2 separate regions of the Triticum aestivum genome follow, and region 2 is linked to region 1. A link is a contact called in public Hi-C data. All regions are on one chromosome and are shown on one strand. Each heading gives the region's core, a stretch centred on a gene start, on an enhancer-like site or on the middle of the called end of the contact. The rest is flanking DNA. Distances are from core to core; before and after follow the strand shown. Region 1 has its middle 13 kb from the start of LOC123119286. Region 2 has its middle 13 kb from the start of LOC123119287.

The links. A called contact is a pair of places that touch in the nucleus more often than the background predicts.
Region 2: a contact with region 1 is called in a Hi-C map of root, with 5 times the contacts expected there. The contact joins two enhancer-like sites. A contact is called at or near these places in 5 of 5 Hi-C or Micro-C datasets (leaf, root and an unstated tissue) and 1 of 1 datasets of contacts at active chromatin or transcription factors (leaf).

The regions. Positions count from the first base shown.
Region 1 is chr5D:40,410,621-40,415,546 of IWGSC CS RefSeq v2.1, forward strand. No RefSeq gene overlaps it. Among protein-coding and RNA genes, the nearest start is that of LOC123119286, 13 kb to the left of the region's middle. Within about 2 kb of position 2,526, at least 4 of the 8 cell types and tissues checked have an H3K27ac peak or open chromatin away from gene starts, as enhancers often do. A contact at or near this core is called in leaf and root, where this site is marked.
Region 2 is chr5D:40,498,389-40,505,689 of IWGSC CS RefSeq v2.1, forward strand. No RefSeq gene overlaps it. Among protein-coding and RNA genes, the nearest start is that of LOC123119287, 13 kb to the left of the region's middle. Within about 2 kb of position 6,048, at least 3 of the 8 cell types and tissues checked have an H3K27ac peak or open chromatin away from gene starts, as enhancers often do. A contact at or near this core is called in leaf and root, where this site is marked.

The DNA.
Region 1 (4,926 bases), core at 1,276-3,775:
TGCCGGCCCTTTGCGCGCTCCCCTTGCCTCCGTCATTGTCTCCCCGCCGGTCACGCCAGCGTATTAGCGTCCCAGTGCACCAGGCGAAGTGGCACTTGGAGCACCGCGTCCCCTTCCCTACCCCGACGTCACGCTGCCACACGATTGGCACTTGGATCCAGAGAGGATCCCAGTGCCGACGGTGCCGCGGTTAGCGCGTGCGCACGCGGAGGAGGTGCGGCGCCGGCGGCGGCAGCTGATGCCGGAGCAACGCCTCAACCTCGCCTACGCATCAGACTCTACCTATTGGGAGGTCTGGTTCGCGTTGGAGCACGAGGAGCAGAGTCGGTGCGGCGTCCGCGACGTGGAGGCTGGCACCCCGCCGTTCGCAACGCGGACCAGGAGGCGGAGGCTGCCTACCAGGCGGCGCTGGCGGCTGCCCTCCGTGAAAGCGAAGAGGAGGAGGAGGCAGCGTAGCAGGCGCGGCTGTCGGAGGCCATGGCGCTCTCCGCTGCTGGCGACTGCGTTGTGCCGCCGCTGATGCCGCCGTCCCCCATCAAGACCGAACTGCCGCCGACCCCCGTCAAGACCGAGCACTACACATGGCATGGGTACATGCGCGAGTGGGTCAGCACACCCCCGTCTGGTTTGGGGCGACACCGGCGCAAGAGCAGATCTACCGGGAGCAATGGCGGGAGCGCAGGCTGGCGGAGGAGCACCGTGAGGGCGAGCGGCTCGAGCAACTGGAGCGCGACGCGAATGAGCAGCGCCGCGAGGCGGAGGAGGAGGATCGCCATGCCCGCGGTGCGGCAGAGCAGCCGGCGGTGGTACGGCCAGCGGCGGAGGATGTCGCCACAGCCTGGGAGACGGCGTTCCCCTAGGCTAGCCCGGCGCCGATGCTCATCGACCTCACGGCACCGATGACGACGACGAGAACGCCTAGGGCAGCGCGCCTCCTCCTAGTTTTTAGGTTTGTTTAATGTTTTTACTTAATGCAAAGTGGACTCTCGCCGGCCATTGTGGCTAATGTTTAATTAACGTCTTTTATTTACAAAATATTTGCAGTATTTGTTTCGCGCCAACTAAAAAACGGGTTGGGCCAGCGTTGGGCGCAAGCGCCGACCTAAACGCGAAAACGGACATGGGCGTTCGTCGGCCCGATCCAAACAGACAAAAAACCGGACAAAATCACCGTCCATTTGAGTCGGCCGGTTGGAGTTGCTGTTACATGCCAGAACTCCACGCCCGTACGCCGCCAAAAACTAACTAACTACTCGCTCTAGCCCATCCTGCTAGCCCTCTCAGGAAAGGGGTGAAATCGCCCTTGAGGAGGCCAGCAGATTTCCACGCTCGACGCTCACTCTCTAGTCTCTACCCTAGCAATCACGGCCGCGCGGGGCACTCCCCATGTATGTGTGTCCCAACAGAATTAGCTAGGTTCCAACTCACAACAGAGAGAAAACAGAAGTAGCTAAGTGAGCGAGCTGCGGTTGCGGGAGTCGAGACTCGAGAGGCAGGCAGATGAGATCCACGTACTGCTAGCCAACGACTTGGCGCGCAAATGCTAGCGTCAAGGCCGCAATCTGTGCGGCGAGCAATCCTCTCTTTTCGCTGCTACTAGCCGGCTCCTACGTAGGACGTAGCTAGGAGTAGTAACCGCACTATGTAAGGCGCAGCGTGGCGTTCGTTGGCGCTGACGCTGACGCTGACGCCGCGGGGCGTGGAAGCGCAAACAGTCGAGAGAAGAAAAAACTTGACAAGAATTTGTGACGGTGCCGGTGTTCAATTTGGCACCCTGCTTGTATTCTATAGCTCGTTGCGTACGTACAGGTGCTTGAAGCTTGGTCCATCGCGATCAGCGAGCTGCACCACTATATTATCACGGAGGAAATAAGATCTATCGATCAATAATATGACAAAAAAGACAAAAAGAAAAGGTAATAATTGATCCGGGCGGCCGGGCGGCCCATGCAGCACCGCTGCACGGGCACGGTATGGTGACGACGTGGCGTCGACGTGGAACGTACATACAGCACCTAGTAGAAACAATTAAAGCTGTGAGATGACACCTACGTGCATGAACCCATCGGTCGGCAAGCCGTCCGTCCATACACGCAGCAAATAACGGGGTTTCTGCAGAAACGGACGAACCAAGGATGAACCGCATGCATGTATACGCAACAAATGACGCGAGTACGTACGTACGTATGGTTGCCATACCGCCTTGTTCGGCGTTGCATACGATTTGTTTAATGTTATCCTGCCGTCTCTGCTTCAATTTTGGCGGTTTCATTTCTACTCCTACGTGCGGTTTCTTTCTTTGACCATCAACCAACATCAACATGGTTGGTGCTTTTCATTTCGATGTAAAAAGGACGTATGGTCGTTTCCCGCAAAAAAAAAAAAGAAGTCGTATGGTGCAGTGAGTGCATGGTCCTTGGCGACAAAACCGTAGCTGCCTCTCCCACGTGGCCGGTACACGAGCGTGGAGCCTACCCAAACGTACTGCTGCTGCTGCACCATCCGTCCGGCGTGGAGCCGAGATCGGTCGAGGACAAGCCTTGTAGGTTCCTCTCCCTTCCCTTCCCTTGGCCAAGGGAGGTGCATGGGGATTGGGAGGGAAAGGGCACACATGCATCTCGTTTTACATTCCCCGTTTCCGTCCGCCAACCGCACGGCCGCCGGCTGACTTAATTTTGACCCGACAAAGCACGAGGCCCGGCACATATCAAGAGAGACGCATCCCCAACCCCACCGTGCACATATCTATCCGGCTTGGTCTGTTTTTTGGGTTTTTGTTTTTGAACAAAGCTTGGTCGCGCATGAATATGAATGCGAGGAGAGAGAGGGAGACGTGCCCTTCTCTCCCTTTGGCCGCTACGAACAAAGCCTTTTAATTGGACCTGCCCCTCCCCGGCTCGTACGCTCGCTCGCTCACCGGAACAAAAACTCCAATTAACAAAACAGAGCCGCCCGCCCACAGCCATTAATTTCCTACGCACCCCAGTCCAGCACAGAATGCTACGTGCCCATCGGAGCCACAAAAGGGCAAGCGATAGAGTGCGAGTTGCTGATGAGTGTGCAACACTAATGCTACGACTGACTGCACCTCATGAATCATTCATCTGCATCCTGATGCTGGCGTTTCAAAAAACAATGCCACTACGTAACAATCATGCAGGCAGAGGCAGAGGCAGGCGGCTGCTCGTCACGCAACACATGAGTCCAACAAGACGTACAAAGAACGAAAGAGACCAAAGAGATGGACAGTTTATTACTGCATCTATATATCTGTCAGACAAGAAAGAAAGAAAACATGTGGCTGGCTCCCCGATCTCCAAAGGCCAGGATAGAAAGCTTGCGGCTGTGAAAATAACCCTGCACCACCATGCCCATGGGTTCCACCGAAAACGCCCTCCCAGTGCAGGCCCGCCTTGGAAGTTGGAGCTTCTCGCGGTCACGGATGGCAATCATCATCACAAGAGAGCAAAACCAGAGCTGTCCGTCCCTCTTGCTTGCGCTGATGCTGCTGCTGCTACAGCACTAGTACTACCGCTCTCCGTACTAGTACTAGCTGAGGCTGTAGATCGATCTCGGTCTAGGCCTTATCGAAATCGCAGGGCCCAAGGATAAGCAAAGCCTTTTTCTTCATGTAAAATGTGCATGTAGTAGTGCGGCTTAGCCATGGTGCAGTCCAACATCTCATCATGCATGTTTCTCCAAAGCTACTAATAATATTTCAAAAGCTAATAATTCTTCTAAGGTCGTACTACGTACTACTACTTTTTCTATGCTCCTGCGTCCTCCACCACGAGTCTCGCTGATGATGTAATCGAGAGCCAGTCTACCATTTCTCTCCAAAGCAAAAAAAAGGTAGAAATAATTCAGGGATGAACCTTTCCACTTAAAAAAAACTAAATAAATCGAGAGTACGTCAATGGCGCAAGCTTACGGCAGATTCGACTTCCATCTTTTCACTTCATATTCATATGCATAACCATGCATCCGGGTATCTTTTTTATTTAGAGCCTTGAGATTCCACGAAATCAGCTTCTAGTCAACTATTCAACCTCGCCAGCGCCCTTAATTTAAGTATGCATTTAATTTTGACTCCAGTTCCGACCAAGCGTCAAATTTTACGACTGAACGAAACGTCGGATCTAAACCCCAGCCCATCAACGTGATCGTGCTAGTTTTGCCCCACAAAAAGCTCAATTTTCACTGGGACACACTAGCAGGCCTAAAAACTTGGAATTTTGCGCCCAACTAGAGAAAATAGCTAAAAACATATAAAAAGTTGCCATCGGCAAACATATAAACTTGCCATAGTTACAATACATGGATACCATCCATGGCCTAATTTTAGTAAAAATTATATACATGTCTAAACAATGAAGGCAAAATTATACAAAAAATCATGTGACAGAAATTAGAGAATCTTGTGTCCCAAATAATGATAATACTGTTGACGGCAGTGTCGCTGCAATCACAAGAGAACTACAAACAACCAATTGGTTGGATGTCTTTTGGAACAAAACGCTTATAATACCAGAAAATGTCATACATGAACTTCCACAAAATGGCCATGCATTAGAAGTAAACTTGCCATATCATGAAACAAAACAAGGAAACTTAACAAATTATTCTACAAAAGCACCGGAAATCCAATTCGGCTCTTGGGAGTATATGCTCCCGCGCACCAAAAATGCTTTTTGCAAATGTCAAAAGAATTTGAAAAAACATGAATGTGTTCATTGTGACACTCAAATGCTACCTGCAATTTTAGGGGAAAGCTTAAGCATTTTGAACTGTGCAAAAAAAAAAAAACAAGTCAAACGCCAAATGTTACCTCCAAGTGTTGCACTTGATTTTGTTTAAACACTGCTATCCTGCTTCACATGAAAATTATCAAGCCCCCTTGGTATATTATAATAGCATGAAGCAATC
Region 2 (7,301 bases), core at 4,798-7,297, 91 kb after region 1:
GACGATCCATCGCACGCCACCAAACACGCCGCCCACCAACATGCGCCACCACGGCCGTGCAGTCCCATCGCCGTCTCACCGTGGCAAATGAAGCGAGACCGGCAGGAACAGAGGAGGCAACCAGGAACGAGGTGAAGGAAATATGCCCTAGAGGCAATAATAAAGTTATTATTTATTTCCTTATTTCATGATAAATGTTTATTATTCATGCTAGAATTGTATTAACCGAAAACTTAGTACATGTGTGAATACATAGACAAAACAAAGTGTCCCTAGTATGCCTCTACTTGACTAGCTCGTTTATCAAAGATGGTTATGTTTCCTAACCATAGACATGTGTTGTCATTTGATGAACGAGATCACATCATTAGGAGAATGATGTGATGGACAAGACCCATTCGTTAGCTTAGCATTATGATCGTTACAGTTCCATTGCTACTGCTTTCTTCATGACTTATACATGTTCCTCAGACTATGAGATTATGCAACCCCCGAATACCGGAGGAACACCTTGTGTGCTATCAAACGTCACAACATAACTGGGTGATTATAAAGATGCTCTACAGGTGTCTCCGATGGTGTTTGTTGAGTTGGCATAGATCGAGATTAGGATTTGTCACTCTGTGTATCGGAGAGGTATAAGCCTTGCAAGCAATGTGACTAATGAGTTAGTTACGGGATGATGCATTACGGAACGAGTAAAGAGACTTGCCGGTAACGAGATTGAACTAGGTATGAGGATACCGACGATTGAATCTCGGGCAAGTAACATACCGATGACAAAGGGAACAACGTATGCAGTTTGACCGATAAAGATCTTCGTAGAATATGTATGAACCAATATGAGCATCCAGGTTCCGCTATTGGTTATTGACCGGAGATGAGTCTCGGTCATGTCTACATAGTTCTCGAACCCGTAGGGTCTGCACGCTTAACGTTCAGTGACGATCGGTATTATGAGTTTATGTGTTTTGATGTACCGAAGGTAGTTCGGAGTCCCGGATATGATCACGGACATGACGAGAAGTCTCGAAATGGTTGAGACGTAAAGATCAATATATTGGAAACCTATGTTTGGACATCGGAATGGTTCCGGATGAGTTCGGGCATTTACCGGAGTACCGGGAGGTTACCGGAACCCCCCGGGGAGTATATGGGCCTTATTGGGCCTTAGTGGAATAGAGGAGAGGAAGGGAAAAGGTGGAGGGCGCGCCCCCCCTAGCCCAATCCGAATTGGGTGCCCCCCTTCCTTCCCTCTCTCCTCCCCTTCCTTCTCTCCTACTCCTACTACTTGGAAAGGGGGAATCCTACTCCCAGTGGGAGTAGGACTCCCCAGGGCGCGCCATAGTAGAGGGCCGGCCCTCCCCCTCCTCCACTCCTTTATATACGGGGGAGGGGGCACCCCATGAACACACAAGTTGATCCTTGATCTCTTAGCCGTCTGCGGTGCCCCCTCCACCATAATACACCTCGGTCATATCGTTGCAGTGCTTAGGCGAAGCCCTGCGCCGGTAGCTTCATCATCACCGTCATCACGCCGTCGTGCTGACGAAGCTCTCCCTCGACACTCTGCTGGATCGTGAGTTCGTGGGACGTCACCGAGCCGAACGTGTGCAGATCGCGGAGGTGCCGTACTTTCGGTACTAGGATCGGTCGGATCGTGAAGATGTACGACTACATCAACCGCGTTGTCATAACGCTTTCGCTTTCGGTCTACGAGGGTACGTGGACAATACTCCCCCCTCTCGTTGCTATGCATCACCATGAGCTTGCGTGTGCGTAGGATTTTTTTTAAAATTACTACGTTCCCCAACACGAGGAGCGGCAGCAACAGCAGCCACGCGGGAGGGGACAACCTCCACTGCCCGTGGCAGGAACCGGCCGGACGTAGCAACAGGGGCAAACCAGGCACCCGCGACCAATCAACCAAGGGAAAGGGGAGGCGGAGAAGTGGCCCATGGCCACGACCGGCGCTCGTGCCGGCTCCAGCTCCCCCCCCCCCGAAACTATGTTTCGCCCCCGCGCCGAAGGCCCAGATAGGGCCGGCCGAGCCGGAAGCGGGCTCGTGAAGCCCCGTCGCCGCGCTGCAGTACACGAGCTGCCGTCGCCGCGACCCCCCGCACGAGTCGCCCCGCCGTCTGCCAGGGACGATGCCGAGAAGCCCCGGCCAGGCCCGCCCAGACCCAGATCGGGGCCCTTTTGGGCCCCATCGCCAAGCAGCCACGCCGCCGCCGCCTCGCCACCCGGCACCACGCCACCCAAGGGACCACGCCGCCGCCGGATCCGCTGCCGCCGAAGTGCACCGCCGCCAGCCGCCCGAGCCGTGGCGCTGCGCGGGGGGGGGGGGGGGGGGGGGGGAGGGGAGAACAAGGCCGCCGCCGCCGACACCACACGAGCAAGGCCCAGAGGCCTAGGCCGGCGGCGGCGGGAGGAGGAGAAGGGGAGGGGGCGCTGGGACGGGCAGGGTGGGAGCCCCTGGTCTCCTCGCTCGGGGAGCCCCTGGTCTCTGCTCGTCACTGGCGCTGAATGGGTCTGGGTCTGCGTCTTGGTGCACAGCGAGTGGTTGGCGCAATAGGCTCGGGCACCATGCATGTTTCCTGGGATGGAATGGGTGCAAGTTTCTTTCCAATTTCACCTATCCGTCTTCTTTTTCTGCGCTCCCCTTGATTTTTCACATGTGGTTACTCTCACTGTCACACCCAGGGAAATTGGACACTCTCGTGTATATATGTACTCTCTCCGTTTCTTTTTAGCCCGTATATAAAATTTGGTCGAAGTCAAACTTTATCAACTTTGACTAAGTTTATAGAAAAAATATTAAGATTCACAATATGAAATTAATATTATTAGATGCATCATGAAATTAATTCTTTTTCTTCACTTTCCGCGGCTTGCATCATGCCAACCACCACATGCTCCATCGGCGCCATTCCGAGCATCCACAACCGCCCGACCGGTAAGAAAAACTGAGATGGATGGGCTCCTCATGTCGCTCCTACACTAGGAGTGACCCGTAGCTCTCATATCCAACCCAAATTTGAAACATATATGGGGTGGCTGGGCGTGCCAGGCGGGTCCGCCATGTTGGGTTAACAGCGGGCTCCCACGCGAAAACCCATCAGTTTGACGGGCTTCTCCTCCGGCATAGGTGTGGACGTATTCATGCCGCCTCGTGGCACCGCTCCGGCTCACCGTTCGAGGGCCAAAGTCCGGCTATTTAAGCCGGACGGTGATCCCCAAGCGTAGCCGCATCCATTTCCCTCATCTCCCTCCTCTCCGTCTTGTCACCCTGTATTCGCTCGCCGTCTGCCGATAGCCATGGCCCGACAGAAGGCGACGACATACACCATGCTCACATTGGAAGCGGCGCCTTGAGCTGCTTGAGGAGATTCAGGCGTGGCACGAAGCTCGGATCACAATCGGCCTGCCTCCGGAGTCGGGCGAGGAGGAGGCGAAGGCAGAGGTCGAGGCAAAGCAGGACGCCGCCATGGAGGATGCGGAGCCGGAGGAGGAGGAGGAGGACGACGACGACGCAGGCGAAGCGGATCCGGCGCCTCCAACTGCGAGCGTAGCCATGGCGGAGTACGAGGTGGCCCATGCGGAGGAGGCTGCGGAGCAGTAGGCCATCCTTGACTCCATCCAGTCGAAGGCCGAGGTGGAGGCCAACCGCCGCTTCCTCTGCCAGCGGGGCACGGAGTTCGGTGAAATCTTCGCCGAGATAGTGTCCGACGAGGAGCCGGAGATGCGACAGGAGGCCATCCACCCAGAGGCGGGGCCGTCCGGCATTGCCGGCATGGAGGTCGTTGGCATCTTTGACGACGACGAGTACTGTAGGCTAGCTTAGATTACCTATGTAGTACATAGATTTTATTTTGCATGCTATGTATGGACTTTAGGTATCTAAGATGAGATAGTTGAATGCAGCGAAGAAAAATTAGGCATGACTGGTTACTACCCGCGACTGGGTTTGCGCATTGTATAGGGGTCACATTTGCCAAGTTGGGCTCTAGGTGCTCATAGCAACCAACGGAAAAAGAGAAGAAGAAGAATATACAACGAGGACAATAGCATCATCATCATCATCCAAGGTATTAGCGGTTTGGCATGGTCTAACGACTGCTAGGTTCGCTCCATGACTGTTAGTTGGCACACGCCTTTTCCGGGGCTCCGTGGCCGTCCAGTCCAAGAACCAGCTAGTACTAGTTTGGGATCATGAAAAATGTGCGTTGGAAGTTGGAACTAGGCCAAAGTTCACGTGTCTCATGATACTGTCTTGCATGGAAATGGAAAATGGAGCAAGAGAGTAGCCGTAGCAAATGGAACTTTCTGATTGAAACAAATCTCTCACAACTTTCATGATTGAGTTTCATGATGACTTCCTTTTGATTCAGCCGGAGCTATCTCCTAGCCGTGGCGCGCCAAACAGCACCCCCTCAAAAATATGACTCCCAAGTGAGTAGAGTACCAGTACAGGATGAAAAGCTACAGCTGACCAAACGCTGAGATCACATGATTTTGGACCTGTGCTGGTCTACTACTAGCTGTCAAGGAGAAGAAGAAGAAAGAGGAAGAGTTTTGGTGCGTAGGGACATCGGCCAGAATGATTTGCCATATACTTAACCTGCTGGTCCCTCCCAAATGCACATACTTAGCTCTCTGTACCAGCTTTTATTTGTACTATAAGTACTACTACTAACTAAAGCGATGATCACTCGCAATTCTCTGCCTCCGTAAAAAGCCGAAACCTCGCAATCTGCTAGAAGAAGACCCGTACGTGGCATCCCTGTCGCAGACGCCTTGCACGCCACAAATGTTTCCTCTGTCTTCAGCATGCGCAGAATATTTCCACTAGCTAGTGTAATTTTCCGTGATTTGGCTTTCAGAATCGTTCGTGATGTTGAGGACACCCTGAACAATAGGCCGTGCGTGTAACGTCGGGATGATTAATTGGTCGATCACGATGTCTGAGTAGGAACTCTGTTTCAGATTACTACTGTAGCAGAAATGCTTGGAGTGGAGGTGGAGCTGAAATTTTGTATGACGGTTTTTCTGTGTATACGTCTGTACCGGTTAGAGCAGCAATTCTAGCGGAGTTTCATACTATTCGGAGTTGACTGTTCCTGGAGGGGGTCACAGTGCCGGCAATTTAGTGACGTTTTACTATTTGTGGGATGATCCTTGGCATTGCTGTCCGTGACTATCCTCCTATCCGGTTTTTATTTGACCGGATTGGAAAATACCGAGTCCTTGTTAGAAGCATCGCTGTCTCACTTGTTGAAAATGCTCTCTAGCAAGAAACCGTCTAGTTCTCTTCTTCTTCTTCTTCTTCTTCTTCTTCTTCTTCTTCTTCTTCTTTCTGAAACAGGTATATACTAACCCAAGTCTCACCTAACCAAGCACTAGAGGGGTCATAGAGATGAAGCAGCAGGTAAGATGTACGTATCTATTTCCCGAATGAAAAATAGAAGACGCGGGGACGAACGAGGAGAATGAGAAAGAGTTTGGAGGTGGACACAGGCTGGAAGTTTTGGTAGGAGATCCTTTCAGAGATGAATCTTGAGATGGATGGGCGTGCATGCATATTCCAGAACAAGAAGTGGTAGGTGGCGACTTTACACCTGAAAGAGGCGCACGGCTGACATGGAGCCGTGTAGGCGGCGATAGCGAACCTGAACCACCGGCCTCCGATCCATGACTGGCGGCCACGACGGACGGGAATGGGACGGACCTTCCTTTCTTTCTTCTCCCTGCCTTAACAATTCGCAAAAGGACCTTTTAGAAAGAGATCCTGCCGGGGTTTTGGCCCGATCGGAGCACTCGGTTTTGTGAGCCTGCTCCCTTCTTCCTAGCTGTCTTGAGGAGTCTTAGTCCAGAAGCAAAGCAAGATCAGGAACTGATGGCAAGATTTTACTACTATACCATTATGCATTTTTGACGTTGGGCCTAGAACGCCACGACTTGATCAACGAGCGAGATGTTGTAGTCTGCAGAGAAGGCACGATGTTGCGTGCACGGCTCACTGCTTACGCCCGTGCGTCCGCGTGCTGCGGTGTTACCATCAGCGACGACCATGGTTGGTCCTACTCCTAGCTAGCGCAGCAGACAGAACCACCTTCCAGGATGGCCAGGAACCGGCGACCTTTCCGGCGGCGGCGGCTTGTCAAACTCAACTCTTGGGCCCCGGCGATGCCTGACACCACGCTTTGTTTACCGAGGGAGTATCTTATTGCAGCACTGCTGCTTTGGCTTTGCGTCGCTGACACATGCATAATTTTAACCGAATTTCCATACTAATTTATATTTATATATCCTGGATGCTTGTAGGCAGCCAATCGGAGGTTGTGCGTGAAACCAGCAGCCTAGTGGATCGATACCCGAAAGGCCGGCCACTGGTAGTGGGGTTAGGACTTGATCATTCATGGCAAGTTAATAAGTGGAGAAAGTGAAGCCTCCGAATCTGCTTGCCAGGGAGCATATATGGCACGCCTGTTTGTTGCCATCAGCTTCAGACGTCCGGTCGTTCGTTCATTTCGGTACAGCAACATGTGTATGGCCATGATCCATCTTGTACTACATGATAGTATTTGACCTCTGCGCTGCGGTACAAGTGTCTGATGCTCCTGTACTACAATGTCTGCAGTCTGCACTTAACTTTGCTTTGCTTATCAAGTGAATCATGTATGTATGTTCCAGCGTGTTGCAGCTACCAGACATAAGGCCACTGTCCCCCACAAAAAGAAAATCACTGTCAGCACTGCACTTGGTGCCACAGTTGGTCACAAGTGATTAGAAACTCAACTGCTGGTGCTGGAGAGATCCAACAATGCATACAGCTATAAAAGAAAACGAAATGACTTGAGTGGACATTCGGATAGATTCAATGGAACCGCGAGAGAAAGTCACGGATTTAAAACCACATCGCTCTCGTCGCACTTCCTCCTCTCTTCCCCAATAATTCATTCAACCTCATCTTCCAGAGCGATCCACCCATCACGTCGAGTGTGCTGCCTTTCTTTCTGACATCTACATCCACACCACATCGCTGAAACATCTCTGTGGATGTGTGATCCGTTTTTCAGGACTCGGTCTTGTGATTTGAAGCTAGTTTTAATGTGTACAAAGTCTAGACGTGCATGCAGTTATATCATCTATCTACAACAGCCCAGTTGTCGAAAAGGACAAACAGACAAGATACAACTAACTTTTTCGTCATCACAACACTGGCAAACAAACTGAATTTTGTGTCTAGAATGTGTGGACGCGACTTTCACTGAAAATTGGGGACCGGCCCAGCATGACAC